Linked DNA regions of Mus musculus: regions 1 and 3 are each linked to region 2. Evidence: chromatin contacts called from public HiChIP or PLAC-seq and promoter capture Hi-C data. All regions are on one chromosome and are shown on one strand. Each heading gives the region's core, a stretch centred on a gene start, on an enhancer-like site or on the middle of the called end of the contact. The rest is flanking DNA. Distances are from core to core; before and after follow the strand shown. Region 1 holds the start of Ndufaf6 (NADH:ubiquinone oxidoreductase complex assembly factor 6). Region 2 overlaps Asph (aspartate-beta-hydroxylase). Region 3 holds the start of Plekhf2 (pleckstrin homology domain containing, family F (with FYVE domain) member 2).

The links. Promoter capture Hi-C pulls out the DNA fragments that hold promoters and counts their contacts. HiChIP or PLAC-seq counts read pairs in DNA pulled down with a chosen protein or histone mark.
Region 1: a contact with region 2 is called in a promoter capture Hi-C map of hippocampal neurons, with 2.5 times the contacts expected there. The contact joins the promoter of Ndufaf6 here to the enhancer-like site in region 2. A contact is called at or near these places in 6 of 39 promoter capture datasets (the 3T3-L1 cell line, cranial neural crest, hippocampal neurons and 2 more) and 1 of 115 datasets of contacts at active chromatin or transcription factors (stem cell-derived neural progenitor cells).
Region 3: an H3K27ac HiChIP or PLAC-seq map of embryonic stem cells shows a contact between it and region 2, with 2.5 times the contacts expected there. The contact joins the promoter of Plekhf2 here to the enhancer-like site in region 2. A contact is called at or near these places in 3 of 39 promoter capture datasets (cranial neural crest, hippocampal neurons and liver) and 2 of 115 datasets of contacts at active chromatin or transcription factors (embryonic stem cells and large pre-B cells).

What each region holds. Positions count from the first base shown.
Region 1 is chr4:11,074,340-11,077,593 of GRCm38.p6, reverse strand. Ndufaf6 (NADH:ubiquinone oxidoreductase complex assembly factor 6) reads left to right here and starts at 1,389. Exons shown (of 9, transcript NM_001085493.2): 1 at 1,389-1,614. The coding sequence starts at 1,418.
Region 2 is chr4:9,638,600-9,641,909 of GRCm38.p6, reverse strand. Asph (aspartate-beta-hydroxylase) reads left to right here. Exons shown (of 24, transcript NM_023066.3): 2 at 2,563-2,712. Among named protein-coding and RNA genes, the nearest start is that of Asph, 29 kb to the left of the region's middle. Within about 2 kb of position 2,004, at least 28 of the 459 cell types and tissues checked have an H3K27ac peak or open chromatin away from gene starts, as enhancers often do. A contact at or near this core is called in hippocampal neurons, where this site is marked.
Region 3 is chr4:11,005,397-11,008,871 of GRCm38.p6, reverse strand. It overlaps Plekhf2 (pleckstrin homology domain containing, family F (with FYVE domain) member 2), which reads left to right and starts at 1,253. Exons shown (of 2, transcript NM_175175.4): 1 at 1,253-1,479.

The DNA of each region.
Region 1 (3,254 bases), core at 140-2,639, 1.4 Mb before region 2:
TTCTTAACCACTGATCCATCTCCCCATCTATCCTTTGAATTCTTTATCTTTTTCCCCCTAACTCTCAAATGCTGGCATTATATGTGCATGCCACTATACCTATAGACTATTCAATTAATAATAGTTGGTAACAACATATCATTTGTAGTATAGTATCATTTTATTGTATTTTAAACTGTTGTATTTAAGTATTTAAATTAGCACATTATGGCATGTACATAATGTATTTCAACATTTGCCTCCCATTACCCTCTTTTGTCTCCTGCCCCTCTGAGCCTCCTTTTTGTCTTCTGAGCTCCTTCACCTCATCTGGTACTATCTTACCATTTTACTGACTGACCCATCTCTCTAGCCTTATACTGGAATTCTAAATTCTCCACAGGCAAAAGGCTTTGGCCTGATTCCTGGCTGAGAGGCTACTTTTCTATCTCAGGTTCACAACTTCCTCTTTTTGTCTTGCTTCAACCTCACTGTGTAGTGTAGGCTGACTTTGAACACTCAACACTTCCTGTCTCAGCCTTCTTAGTGCTGGCGTTACAGATGACAGAGGCAAGTCAGATTTTACAACATCGAGGGACTGTCAATGGGTTAAAGCAGGAAACAAATGACTCCATGCTCTTGGGCTTTTAGAGTGTTGTGAGAGACAACTAACAGCAAATGATATATTGTTACTGTTAAAAAAGAAAAAGGAGCCGGGCGTGGTGGCGCTCGCCTTTAATCCCAGCACTCAGGAGGCAGAGGCATGCGGATTTTGAGTTCGAGGCCAGCCTGGTCTACAAAGTGAGTTCCAGGTCAGCCAGGGCTACACAGAGGAACCCTGTCTCGAAAAACAAAAGAAACAAAAAACAAACAAAAAGAAAAGGAAAAGGAAAAGAAAGCAAAAGGAAAGAAATTAAATTTTGTCTCTGTCTCTCTCCCCCTTCCTCTCCTTCCCCTTTATCCTTAGTGGTTGATAATGGAGGCATAACCTGGTGCATCTCTCAAGCATCTTTGTGTTTTTCTCTTGGAGGTAGAGTGGCTAATCAGTGTACCTGTTCAGGGCTATGCTGGGAGGTCTCTGGGAATGTGTGTGGGTGAATAGTGGGCATTCAGGTACAACAAGCTTCCAGCAGTGCGGTTACAAGTGTCAATAGCGCCCTTGAAGAGGATCAAGAGAGGATGGGGGTCTCTGGGGTGACAGGATGTAACGTCAGTCGCTTCTTTAAAAAGCAGGCACCCATCCCTTTTGGCGTTCTGGGGTTCTGTGGGAGTGGACGCTGGAGAGGACAACCAAGTCACCAATGTGCAGGATTATAGCGACACCTGGCTCTGGTCTGAGTGGCGTCCTTCCTTTGCGGAGTTGCAGAGATCTGCCGGGGGCGTGGCCACTTTCCGGGGGGCGTGGCCTCAGGGTCGGAGGGCACCCGAAGCGGGTGTCATGGCGACCTCCATGCTGGGTTCTGTCCGCGGCCCAAGGCCATTCGGTTTGGCTAACCTGTTCCATCGCCAGCCGCCTCGGGATGCGTGGGAACGTGTGCGGCGCCTGCCGGGGCCCTCGGCGGTCCGGCGCAGCGTGGCGGCGGCCAGCGGGCCAGGCATCCCCGGTTCCCACCTCTACTGCCTGGAGCTGCTGAGGTGAGTGGCCGCGCCCGGGGGACATCCCCGAGAGCCCAGAGCCTGTGGAACGCAGAGCGCTGAACCCCGAGCCTGGGGCTGCGTCCTCCGGGTCCTGCGTTCTGCTGGGCTCTGTGCCCGTGCTTGGAGAAGGAGACCGCAGGCCTGTTCACGTGGCTCAGCACATCCTCTGCCTGAACCCTAACGTTAATGGACCCTACAACCTTTGCATGCATAGCACTTTTTATTCATGGACAGCTAGTGACTTTAACACCGTTAACTGGCTTTGGGCTCTGTGTGCTGCACTATTAAAAGTAATTCACGGGGCCTGCGCATTTTTAGGTCCATTGGTAGGGTGCTTGCCCAGCGTGCTTTGGATAAACACATCTCACAAAAGTTGGCACACTCACTTTTGACGCATCTTCTTAGGAGGTACTGGCCAGAGGTTTAGATTTAACTACAAAGCAACCTCAAAGCTAAAATTTTGTTTACAAAAGTAAAGTCCAAAGCAGCTTATTTAATTCTCCTTTCAAGTTGTGATTCCCATCAAGGGAGTTTAAGAGTTAGAGCATTAAGAGCTGGAGAAATGGGTTAGCGGTTAAGAGAACAGGCTCAGGTTTGATTCCCAGCCCCGACACGAGATCTAATGCTCTCTTCTGGCCTTCTTGAGCACCAGGTAAGCAGTGTATAGACATATGTGTACGCAAACACTCATACACATAAAAATAAATACAATTTTTAAGATGAAGTTTAATAATTTCAAGGGAACAAGGGATTTGCCAGAGATTTACAAGAACAGCCTCATGACTTGTGTTTTGTTCACCTGGTGTCAGGAAAGACATCTGGGATTTCCTCTGTAGACATGTGTGGGGGTTGGGCCTGATGGGAATTGAGCCCTATGAATAATCTATGGCTTAATTACATCCACCCACACCGCCCCTGCATTTTGCCCTCCCTGCTAACAGCAGTTATCCGGTATGGTTTTTGTTTGTTTTGAGACAGGGTTTTTATGTAGCTGTGGTTGACCCTGTAGACCAGGCTGGCCTGGAACTCCTTCTGGTCTCTGCCTCTCAAGTGTCGGGTCTTTTTTGTTTTGTTTTGTTGTTTTTATTGTGTGTTATTTTTATTTCACGTGTATGCGTGCTTTGCTTGTGTGTATGAACTGTGTGCATGCCTAGTGCCACCGATCAGATTTTCTGGAACAGTTGTGAACCAATGTGATGTTGGGAATCACACCTCTGGAAGAACAGCTCTTAAGTACACAGCCAAATGCCTGCTTTGAAGGGCTTTAGAGTGTAACTAAAATAACTAAATCACCTTGGATCTGATTAGGGAAGCAAATCTGAGAAATGCAATTGCTTCTGTGTTTGCCAAGAGTTTCAGGTTCCCCTGACTCTGACCAAGTACTGAGTTTACAAGCTTTGGCTGTCAACCTGCCATGTTTGGTTGCTGTTTTCTTTATGGTGCTGGAGGCTGAGCTCACAGCCTGGCGATGCTAGACAAGATCTGCCCCACTGAGCTATATGATAGCCATCATAGTCCTAGACAGCTTCTCACATGTTTTCAAAAGCTGCCCTTGAAATCATGAAATTGTGGACTCGCCGTCTCTTGCTGTAGACGCCTGAGTATGCACCATACCCATTCTCTGGATACTCAAATTT
Region 2 (3,310 bases), core at 755-3,254:
AGTTCAGCTTCACACAGAGGCTGGCGACCTTGCAGTCCTTTGAAGCTGAGTTACAGGCTGGTGTGAGCCACTGCTGTGGGTCCTGGGAAGTGAACATGAGAGCGGTGCACACTCGGTCACTGGGCCATCTCTCCATCATGGACTTCTCTGGATGTTATATAAGATTAAGAAGGGCCTTTTCTTATGGCTTAGGAAGATGTCTTCCTGTTTATAAAAGTGTAGTAAACTAAACCCTGAACACTGCTATTGATGGTGCCCTCCTGCTCCGAGGACTTAGTCATTTCTTCCCTCATTTTGAAACATTCCAGAGATAGCTTATTTTGTATTATTTTAATGATTTATTAAATTTTATAATGTGATTATTTATGACTTTTAAAAATATTAGAAACCATGTTCTCCAACAATAAAAGATCTTCTTTAGCCATAATTTTATAAATGTAGTTACAGGAATATACTTAAGTATACACATGTGTTTGAGTGTGTACACACACTAAGACTGAGTTAGTCTTTTGATCTCTTGAGGTTGTGATCTACTAATGGATTTAAAACGTGAATATTCTTGGGATTGGAATACTGGCTCAGTTGGTGAGAACATAGGTTGCTCTTGCAGAAGACCTGGGCACACCCACGTAGTAGCTTACAACCTGCCATAGCTCCAGTTCCGGATGACCTCTTCTGACCTTTATAGGCACCAAGCACTCATATGGTGCACAAAACACTCATAACGCATAAAATAAATCTAAGAAAAGAATATCCTTTTAACAAACAGTTTCAGTTCTCTTTCTGAGTAATGCATTGGAATTATTTAATTGCCTGAAGCTGCTAGTTCTTTTAGTAGCATGTGTGGAGGTAGAAGGTGGGTTCTGAGTAAAAGCTGATGGAGATGCGAGTCATGCAGGTCAGCCCTCTTTAGACGCTGAGGACTTAGGACCGCAGAGGTCATTTCCTGAGCTTTGCAGTGCCGATGAGGGTGAGGATTCCTGTCCTTGAGAATTCAGGGGTTTCTAGGCAGGAAATGCCCCATGCAAGGGATGCTTAGGGATACTGGTGAATAATCCCGGGACCCCTCTGCCTTTGGGCTGGGGAAACTCAGCATGTTGGATGTTGTGGCACGTGAGAAACAGTTGCACAGAATGAACAATGTCCTGCTTAAGCCTCTAGAAATACCTTTAGCAGAAATGTGGGCAAGTTGCCATGAGGGCCACATGTATGTAGCAGTGCTCGGGCCAGTGCTGTGGGAAGAGCCCACAGTGCCACTCATACCTGGCATTGTCCTTCTGTAAGATGGAGCAAGGTTTCCTTTTCCCAGATGCCCTTTGGGGATATGATATAACCTTCTAAGTATATTTGTTTATAATTGTGGAATATAACATTCTTTTAAAAGTGAATATGATGCTAATTTATAAAAAAGTATTGACTTTTTTTTATTAGTAATGACCAGTGACTTCTGTTTATTTGACCATTAGAAGAATATTTCTGGAGGATTATAAGGCACATAAAACATAGCAAACGTGATAAACGACACTTGGTGAACAGCAGTTTACAGAGCTGTTTCCTGCATTGAGTCCAGTTGGCAAGGCCTGCTTCCTGCCTTCCCACGCCCTACTGGGTCTCCTGGAGGAGGGAGATGGAACTGGGCTGGATTGCTTCTTTTTGTCTGTGATTTCTGTTTTTGTACCTCCTCTCTCTCACCTTTCCCAATATTGCATAATTTTAGAGGGAATTGTCTCCTTCTGTGGCGGTTATGACTCAGGACTGTGTACAATGTAAATAGGATATGGAAAAAGGTCCATAGGCACCTCTTGATTTCATTTAATTTATACTCACTGAACTTCAAGGGTTCTAGGGTGGGTTTCTGATTGCGTGTAGGCAAGAGATATCGCTCCATAAGAAAATAGCAACTCACCAGCACCAGGAAAAGCCAGCTTCCAGTAAAGGAGCCAGCAGAGCCGTAAGGCACCAGGAAGATCAGCACAGCCATTCAGGGATTAGAGAGCCATGTAGGACGGAGAGCCACAGAAGGGGAAGGCAAAACAGATTGCCTGTCCCCATGTCCATGCCACCTGCTAAAGACTTGGATGCTGTAGCAAAATGAAAACTGAACAGCTTTGGCTAGTTGAAAACTTACATTTTTTGATAATACAAGATAACAGTGAGAAATATCAAAACGGGACCAGTATTTTCCTTGGTACAGGAAGGCAAGAACCTGAAGTTTCAGGAAGGCAGATGACATACCAGTGTCTGCTAATTAGCACGAGAGGCAGGACATGTGGCCGTGCAGACTCTTTTGACAAAGGACTTGGGAGGAATTCTATTTAAAAGCAAAACCAAAGTGTAACCCAATCAGGAGTTTGCTTGTGTTCAAAATTAAGATTATTTAAGCATGGTGATTGAGTAAGCAGAAGCTTCTCGTGTTCAGAGTCATTAATTTATGGAGTGCACTTTGAGAATTTAGTTAAAACGTGTTTCTGAAATGATTTATCAAATTACTGTCAAAATGGTGTTCAGCCAAGTATCTTCTTCCGCTGTGATGACACATGCCATTTTTCTCTCTCCACACAGAGGCAAAGCACGGAGGACACAAGAATGGGAGAAGAGGAGGGATTTCAGGAGGGTCCTTTTTCACATGGTTCATGGTCATTGCATTGCTCGGCGTCTGGACATCTGTGGCTGTCGTGTGGTTTGACTTGGTCGATTATGAAGAAGTTCTAGGTAAGAACTAGGGTATGATTTCTCTAGTGAGCTTGTAAGAGTGAAAATCCAAGGATTGTTATTTCTTCTCTTGTATTATGACAGGTTGTAGCTTCCCACCAACTCTTGAAAAAGCAAAGGGCTGCCCCAGAGTAGTGACCTGAATCTTGAAGATTTCTGTGTAGGCTCTCTATTTATTGTGGTATATGGATGCTTCCATCAAAACAAATTTTGTTAAATTCATTTTCGCTATTTTCTGCACTCTTTATTTTCTGTTCAGGTTTATTATGAATTTTAAAAAATTCTAGATCATGAACTGATTCCTTTAGTGGGTATAGATCTGAAGTAGCATCTTATTGTATAGCCCAGGTTGGCCTGGAACCTACAATGATCCTCCTGCCTTGGCTTCCAAGTGTTAGGGTTACAGATGTGAGCTGCCGTGGTTGGTTGATGGCAAAACCTTTCTCTAGAGAGAGTTTTCAAGGAACACCTACCTGCCCATGTCTGATGAGATAAGAGTGTGTGTGCACGGCTGGGTGAGTTCTGGGTGGACCACGTGGTTAGGTAGGGGGCATCTCCATCCTCATTTGAGGAAGTTCCTGGGGGTACTTCCTGTTCT
Region 3 (3,475 bases), core at 4-2,503, 1.4 Mb before region 2:
CAACATTTTTATTGATGACACTAGAAACACAGCAGTTCCTAATCTTAAAATTTAAAAAGATTTTAGAGTGTGCTTAGTCTAGCACACATAAAGATTGTGTGTGTATACGATTGAAATCCTGTAACTATCCCTATTACGACAACTGATCTCCTTTGCCAGTTTTGTTCTGGATACTAATTTAAAACAACTGTATTTGTTTCACAGACATTCTTCTTCCTCTTCCTCTTCTTCTTCTTGTTTTTCGAGACAGAGTTTCTCTGTAGACCAGGCTGGCCTTGAACTCAGGATTCCGCCTGCCTCTGCCTCCCAAGTGCTGGGATTAAAGGCGTGTCCAACACCGCCCGGCAGCTCTCAATCTTCTTAATGCTTTAATATAGCTCCTCCTATTGCGGTGGTCTCCACCATATAATTATTTGTTACTACTTCATAACTGTAATTTTGCTGTTATGAATCATAATGCAAAATATGTTCTCCGATGGTCTTAGGCGACTCCTGTGATCCGCAGGTTGAGAACTGCTCAACAGGAGGCTAAAAAGAAAATTCCTGAATAAAACTTTAATAATAACCCAATTTCTACCCCTTTCCTGTTTAAACGGTGTGCTTTTCCCAGCCAGCCAGCCTAGATGCCTCTGCTATCTCTCCGCAGCGCCTAGTAAACGCTCTTCTAACCCAGCGTCATGGTAGCACCGAGTTCTAGGTACGCGAAGCAGTTGGCCGAGGGGAAGTTTTGAAAAGAGCGGAGTTCTTCGGCATAAGGTTACACAGGAGCCTGCGGGTCATGGGTGCGGTAAGCGCAGACCCCTGGCTTGGGAGAAAGCGACAGCAGGTGTTCGGCTGAATGGCCGAGCCGGGCGGGGTTGGCAGACGCGGTTGGGTGGCGAGAAGCAAAGCCTTTCCTGTTCCTTAGGGCGGGAGGCGTGGAGGCAGCTTCCGCCCATTCTTCCAGAGAACTTCGCGGACTGCTTAAGAGCCCTTTCCGAAGGCTAGCCCGAGTCAGGAAAGTCAGGTCAGGCGACCCAGTCCAGCCTCAGCTGGCTCAGACGCGCGTCACCTCTGCAGAGGCGCGCGTTCCCCAACCCCGCCGGGGGAGGCCCCCGAGTGGGTGTGGCCTCCGCTGAAGAGCCCGCCCCCCGTGCGGTCGCGTGGGGATGGAGGGGCGGGGCAAGGCGATGGGCGGGGCGAGGGAGCCGGGAAGAAAGGGCAGGGCGGGTGTGCTCGTGCCCGTGTTTGGCGCTTGGGCGGGGGCGCGCCGGTGCGCGCGCAGGAGGGAAGCCAGCCGGAGCGGCCGTTGTCGGGTTCGACTGGAGGGGCGGTGAAGTCACCTGCGAGCGGCTGCGCCCGCCGCGTCCGGATCGCGCCGGCCTCGCGGGGCCCCACGCAACCCTGCGAGGCTGGGGTCGGGGAGCAGGCGGAGTCCGCGCCCGGAGTCGGCGACTAGGAGGACTCGCACCCTCGGCGCCGCCGCCCGCGCGGGGTCGGGTAGGTGCCATGGGGGTCGGGACGCACCGGGCGGCGGCGGGCTGGGGAGGGAGAAGCGAAACTTTGCGGGCGCCTATCCCCGCGGGCCCGGGCCAGCCGTGGCGCGGGGAGGGGTTGGCGCGGGCGGCGGCGGCCGACGCCATGTTGGGGTCTGTGGGAAACGGGGCGCTCGGGCGGCTCCCCTCCGGGCCGGCGCTCGGGCTGGAACCGCCTGGGTCCCGCCGCGCCCGTCCGCGGGACGCCGCCCGGAGGGCCAGGGCCGGGACCATAGACGGCGGCTGGGGACTGGACCTCGCGTCGCCCCCGAAGTTGTGGGGCAGCAGGACTCGGGTCCCCAGATCGTGCGGTCTGAAAACTTTGCAGGGTCTGGGCGTCAGGGGCACGCTCTGACTCCAGCAGTTTATTTTATGACTTTATATGAAAATGGCACCGTACAATTGGCTCAGATAGGAGCGGTAGCTTACACGCTACTTGAAGGGTTTTTTTTTTTTAAGTTTTATGATCTTTTGCCTAGTTTTTTTTTTTTTTTAATGTTATTAAAGGCCAAGAGCTGGTTCCCCAAGTTGCTCGAGTAGCCTTGTATAGTCCTCGAATATTAAAGCAGTAAGTTGTGTGAGTGTGCAGTGGAAATGACTAGTATTCAGGTTACATACACCTAAGCAGTAATTCAGACTCCCAAGTACATTAAACTGGTAAATGCCTTCTTTGTTATGTTTTAATATGTTGCCTAAGAGACTCGTTAAAGAACCATTTAGAGTTGAACGTTCAGTTGAAACGTTAAGGCATGTGTTGTCTTAAGACTAAGTGAAATAACCCAGTGTGTTGGCTCATGCCGGTTTTCTGAGCACTCCCGCGGGCTAGGGCAGAAGCATTGCCGCGAGTTCAAGGCCAGCCTTGGCTACAGCTTGAGTCTGAAACAAACAACCCCAGGACCACAACAAACAGATTAGGGTGATTTTGACGATTCAGTTTTTTTTTTATTCTTTTTCCTTTTCGTTCCTTAAAGGTGCATGAGTTTTGAGCCCCTATCTTTGTACCTTTATAGCTTAAGGGGTGGGAGGACCCAGGTTAAATCAGAATTAACCCAGGCTATTTTTAATCACTATGGGTCATGAGAGCATTGGGAGGTGAATGGTATTAAGTTGCTTATTTGGAAAGCTCTTTATAATCGCCCCTGCCCCCAAATGAAACTGGTGTACAGCATGAAGTAGCCTAGTAAATAAATACCCTTAAAAAAATAAAGGCGGCTTTAAAATTATGTTAAATGGGCTGAAAAGACTCTTAACAATGCAGAAGCCGTAAACAGCCGTGGTGGTTTTCCTTTTTTACTCTTTAGTTTTTTAAAATCATTCTACTATGTGGGGAAGGAGGAGGCACGCAGCCCCAGACCTCACGCAGAGAGGTCAGAAGACAAATTTCCTGAGTTTCTTCTCTTCACCATGTGATTATGGGGATGGAATTTAGGTTGTCAGGCTTGGGGGCCAGCTGCTATCATTACTTTCTGAGCCACTTTTCTGACCCCTCTATTTTTAATTATATCGTGTGTGTGTGTGTGTGTGTGTGTGTGTGTGTGTACATTTGTGTGGGCACATGGCACAACTGTGGAGGTCAAAGGGATAACTTTGGAAGTTGCTTCTCCATCCACCTTCTGCCCCAGGATAGAGCTGAGGCTGTCAGGCCTGGCCTCAGAGCCTTACCCCACAGAGCCATCCCTGCCCCTCTTTTTAGTGTTTAGTAGGTAAAAGTACTTTCTTAGGTATGCCAACTTTCTTTAAATTTTTCTTTAATTTTTGCTCCCTTGTCAGGTCACTTCCATTTGATATATATTTATTTTTTGGACCAAAAATTATTTATCAGAAAGAAGTTACTAGCCTGATATCACAAATCTTAGTAGTCAGTCTGCAGCCATCTGATCGTTTCTAGAGCATGGCATAACTCATCCCTGTGTGGGCATTCTCTTGCCCATCTCGTTTCTTCACTTATCCTAATTCAGGCT